2 separate regions of the Gasterosteus aculeatus genome follow, and region 1 is linked to region 2. The links are chromatin contacts, called in public Hi-C maps. All regions are on one chromosome and are shown on one strand. Each heading gives the region's core, a stretch centred on a gene start, on an enhancer-like site or on the middle of the called end of the contact. The rest is flanking DNA. Distances are from core to core; before and after follow the strand shown.

Region 1 (2,700 bases), core at 99-2,598, 48 kb before region 2:
CAACATACACTAAGATAATCCCATCATAATCGTAATAGAGGGGGACGAGTTCTGACTCAGTTTACACCCGCTTCTTTACTTGAATAGTAAGTAAACTCCCACATCCCCATTTGTTCGCCACTCTCTGTACATTACAGCATGTACAGTGATACTAGCTGACACCCAACAGATGGCTTTTGTCAGGCCCGGAGAGCAAGAGTTAACCCAATCCTCTACTCGCCATCCCTCCTTCTATCCCTCTCTTCTTTTTAAATGTCTCCCATATAAACAGATTTTGTTGCTGCTTAAAGTGGGCTCAAAATTAAAGCGTATCGTTTTACACACATATTGCATGCATATTACGGAGCCCCAGCTGGTGGCGGGCTGCTCTTAAGAGCCATATGATTAAGTTAGAGGTTGGGGTTTCCGATAAGATTTGAGCTCTCAGCCTCTCTCTGGATTTTGCTGCCTATTTTACGGCAAACTTGTTAAATGGAGGAAACAACGTTATTTTTTTCTAAGTGTAATTATTGTCACACACCTGTGACTCCCCGCCATCCACGACAGGGGGAGAGGAGAAAGGAAGAAACGATGATGAGGAGGGGGTAGGGGGTGCAACGAGGAGAAATGTCGTTGGGAGCAGCGGGAGTCCTCGTTTCAGAAAAATGGGAGGAGGATAAAGATGAGAGGAAAAACAAGAAAGCTTGTTAATCATGCGCTTTCTGTCAACGGCTGAACACTGATATCCTAATGATTCACGCCGAGATGGTGACATCACGAGGGAGAGTGATGGAGGGAGACGCAGAGAGGTGGGGCGCTAGTGGATTAAACCAGAAGGAGAAGTGCCTGCAAATGTAAAAAAAATATGAAAAACAAGAGGGAGATGACAGCCCAAAAATGGACAACTAGTTTTGTGCAGACAGAATGACAGAGAGCATGAAATACATCTCTGAAAAAAAGGAAATGAAAAAAAGGCAGAAACTGGGAAATGTCCCTCCGAATCTGTTGAAGCATTCCTCACAAACAGGCGCTTGTTTCATTTTGAACAGAATGGTTCTCAAGGAAGTTTTCCAGCCAAGTTTCAATCCGTACATTTCTCTCTCTCTCCCTCTCTCTCTCTCTCTCGTTCTTCTTCTTGGGCCAGACCACCCCGTCGCAGGCAACATGTGATGTGATCCTCGGGAGACAAAAGGAAATGACCTATTAAGGGGGAGGGATGATGTTCCTTTAGCCACGCTCCAAAAAGAAGTGAGTCACCGTGTTGTAATTGTTTACCTTTGACTGGGCCCCATCGCTCCCCGTCCGGTCGGAACATAATAGTCGCCGGCACTGCTTTCAGAGGCCCATGCTCTCTCTCTCTCTCTCTCTCTCTCTCACTATCTGTTCTAACAGGACAGATGTCATCGCCCCAAACAGTGTGAGTCATTGTACGCCTCCACACCCATGAGTAACCCGAGGACATCGGGGTGGGGAGGGCTGTATTTTTGACATTCAGTTGACACTTTCAGTTGTGTCAACAGCCAGGGCTCCGTGTGTCTCGGGGACACTCGCGGACCCTACCAGCAATGCAATGAAATAAATAAGCACTGGGGTGGGGAGGGGATGAGGGGGTCGTCACCTCCCGGTGGTAATAACCAAGTACAATTGATAGAATATGTATCGATTAAAAAGCCCTCTAAACATGCTAACTAACTATTGATGGGGCCCAGAGGATGTTTCTGCACTTAAGACACCACTGTCCTAAACGTATATCTTATATCATATATCTAGTTTTAAGGTGTGAAAATCAAAAGTTCAATATTTTCAGAAGGTCCTTTCACATAGTGCACTGAACTAAAAGTCATGCACGCTCTCTTTAAAGCCACCAGAAGTTATTAACAGAAACGGTATAGATAAGTTTCCCCGTTGGAAAATGTCCTAATTACAGATCTGCTATGATACACTGACTGTGGATAACAACCTGACACAACACCCCTTCAAAACACCTGAACTGTCCCTTTAATGTCATCTGCTCGACAGCAGAGGTTGTACAAAAGCACCACATTCTGAGAAACTGGTGTTTTTTTGGATGTTTCCAGTCAGCAGGACTCATACTTTGTATGTGCTGATACAGATTGAGCAGATCTGTAAGAGGGGAAGAAGAAAAAAAGGACGGAAATAGCATCAGTGAGCTGATGTGCTTTTTTTTGGGTGTAATGTTTTAATTGAAAGCAGATGGTTACAGATGCAGGGTCGAGCGTCGGTGATGACACGTCTTTAATATTTTAGAGTGGTCTTTGCTGTAAATGTTGGAGCAGCTGTTTCCCAATGAACGTTGTATTTTTTTTCCTTTTTTGTGTTTGTATGCGCGTGTGACTGACGGCTATTGGATTTACTGTAAATTACAGAAATGAATATGGAAAAATGATGAAAAGGAAGCGAAAGGGGGGGGGGTGTATATAGAAGTGTGTGTGTATGCACTGTTCTGAATCAATTTCTCCTCATTCTGATTATTCTGTAATTTTAGTTAGCTCGCACACTGTTGAACATGCGAATGTAGGAACTGATATTCAAATATAAAGTGATACTAACACAATGAGATGGAGGGATAAAAAAGGTGGTTAGAAGAAGTAAATAAATATATATTTGTATTGTGTTTGCATTGCGGCGTTTGGTTTTAAGTTTTAATGTCAGCGGCGAGGAGAGACGTCTTCGAGTCGGGGTGATTGTCATCAAATCGCG
Region 2 (2,700 bases), core at 86-2,585:
GCCAGACACCCACAACCAAGCAGCATAAACTGATGCAAACTTCCTACAGGTTGGGCAAGAGGGTAAGAGTAATGTGAGGGTGAAAGCTAAAGAGTCATGAACCCTGATGGAACTAATGGATTTTCTGGTGGATCAGTTCTAACAGGTCCAACTAGTTTCACTTGTTTGCAGAATTTTAACAACGCAACATCTTTTAATTTAGAATTTAAAACTAAATTGTTCCCTTTGACATTTGACGAGAGTGGATGAAACGCGTTTTCGGCTTCACGTGTATATCTGCTGACTAATAGTTTGGAATTGGGGGGGTGGAAGGAGGGTATCCATGTTGTAGAAGGGAAAAGGTGGGTGAAAAGGCATATTTCTAGATGTAGATGTACGACTGGCAAGCACAAAAAAGAATGTCAAAGATTTTTGATTTACTTTTTTTTGTGTAGAAGGGATCTTTCATCATTTCTTCAACAACAAAAACAACAACAAAACAGAAATATTCAGCTACGTGGATGCTTTGTGCTTTGTGAAAGACACTCTTTGAAATTCTCTGACTAAAGGTGTAACAGCAGGAATGTGTTTTTTTGTGTAATTTGCACTGCACTGTGATGCACGGCAAAAGGATTTAGCGCCACATTTCTCTTTAATGAAAATAGCTCTAAGTACAGATTGTATGATGTTGTATGATGTTTTCTAATTGAGGTCACTCTAGACAATTATGAAAGAAAAGAACAGTTCTCTGTGCGATTACATCTTTTGCAGCACATTTTCTTCTGCACTCTGTTTTGAATCACTTCATTACTAAACGTAAGCTAAGTACTAAAAGACTAGTTGAAAGCAAGATAAAGTGGTACCGTAAACCGCAAGTAGGTTTGATGAATGTAACACTAAATTTAAGCAGAAGGCTTGACCCTCGTTTTCCTCCGTCGATGATGCACACCGTGTTCTAAGACGCTCTCTAACGGACCATGTCTCAGACTGCATGTCTAAACCACTACATCAGATCATCTACATCCTCCCTTCTTCTTTCACTCTTCCCATGCTCCCCCTTGTGTTCAATCGTCGAGCGCGCTCACTCCTTTGTACCGCTTGTGCCCCCGGTCCCCCTCCTTATTTTTAGTTTTTTTTAAATACCCCTCACTCATTTACCTTCACTGAATTCCCCTGCTCTCTGGCATCTCACTCTCTTCTCCTTCTTTTACCCCAAACCAACTCCTCCTATCCCTCCTTTCGCCGAAGGCCCCACTTTTCTGCCTGCTATATCAACCAGCTCCGAGCTGGTGGACGTGGTGCAGGCGAGGAGGGGGAAGGAGGGGAAGAGAGGGAGTTTGGCTGGAGCCAAGAGGAGAGCAGCTGGGCACGGCTAACAGGGAATGATAATGACCTCAGAAATCTGCTGTTCGCTCCACAACAATAGGGTGCTCAGTCGCCTGGAAAATTGTGTTCATCAGCTAGCTCTGCTCACTTACTAATTGACATTGCCAAATATTTTAAGAACAATTGGAATGTGGCAGGGGGAGAGAGTGACCCCCCCCCCAGAAAGCTCAGAGATCTTAATCCCTGGATTTAATTCCTCTCTCACTTTTCCACCCTTCTCCCTCTCCCACTCTTGTGTGGAATTGAGGTAGCTATAAGCAAGAAAAACAGCGTATTTTTCATGTCGCTTTCTGCTCTTGTGTCAGCACCGTGATGTTGACACAAAGGGCTTTTTATGTGACTTGTCAATGGGGGTTAAGAGGAGGAGATTGAGAGGGGAGCGGGGAAAGGTGGGGGGCAAATGAGAGAATGACAGAGCGAGGGGAGAAAGAGATAGAGACTAGAGGAGATAGTGGGTAGGATGAATGGGGGGACAAAATAAATAAAAAACAGCAAGTGAGAGATTCCTCGCTCATGGTGTCACATGTCTGCCCCTCTATTTTTAATGAGCCAAAGGTCAATGTATTCTCTTGCTCTTTCATACACAGGAGAAACCCCAATCACGGCCAAGTTAACTTGTTCAAACAACCCCCCCCTCCCGTCCCCTCCCCATCCACGCCGCCGACCGTCCACTGTTGTCCATTTGCATTCCCTGACCTAGAGAGCCCTGCCTCATTTCACAGGAATTCCACATTGACGGAATCGGGCAGCTGTCAGCCGACAGAGAAAAGAGAACTTGGCATTCACCCTCATTCAGCCTGGCCCTCCCTTCCGTCCTTCAGACCCCGCTGTTAAGCACACACATGAAAACAATCAAAAGAAGAGAAACTTTTCTTTTTTGTTTTCAGCTTTGTGATTTTGACTGAAGGGAGGAACAAATGAGCATTTAGTCCATGCATTTACACGTGCATCCCGAGGTCGAGGCCGGGTAAACATACACTCACAGCACAAGTTGCGACTGTGATGATGATAATTCATTTATCCTTTTATTTTTTTTTTCTTCTCCCGCACGTTCAATAAAGTTGACTTTCGCCGGCATTTCGGAAAGTGTAGCACAGGAGCCGTGTTCGAGTGAGTCACCTTCTCTTCCTCCCCTCTTGCTCCGTTTTAGCAATGACACCGGAGAAGATAGCTTGTTGACGTATTAAGAATATTAATATGCAAACAGTCTACCTGACGGAGTAAGGCAGCCTTCTGTTACGGAAAGATAAATATTATGTTTTAATTATAAAAACATAAAAAGGAATGGGGGAGACAGAGGAATAGTGTGGAAGGTGTGTGTGTGTGTGTGTGTGT

The links. A called contact is a pair of places that touch in the nucleus more often than the background predicts.
Region 1: a Hi-C map of tail fin shows a contact between it and region 2, with 1.6 times the contacts expected there. The contact joins two enhancer-like sites. A contact is called at or near these places in 2 of 6 Hi-C or Micro-C datasets (skeletal muscle and tail fin).

Annotation. Positions count from the first base shown.
Region 1 is chr12:2,336,464-2,339,163 of fGasAcu3.hap1.1, reverse strand. The region is part of intron 7 of znf536 (zinc finger protein 536); the gene reads right to left. Among protein-coding and RNA genes, the nearest start is that of LOC144385317, 150 kb to the right of the region's middle. Within about 2 kb of position 1,348, at least 4 of the 9 cell types and tissues checked have open chromatin away from gene starts, as enhancers often do.
Region 2 is chr12:2,288,171-2,290,870 of fGasAcu3.hap1.1, reverse strand. The region is part of intron 5 of znf536 (zinc finger protein 536); the gene reads right to left. Among protein-coding and RNA genes, the nearest start is that of LOC144385317, 100 kb to the right of the region's middle. Within about 2 kb of position 1,335, at least 3 of the 9 cell types and tissues checked have open chromatin away from gene starts, as enhancers often do.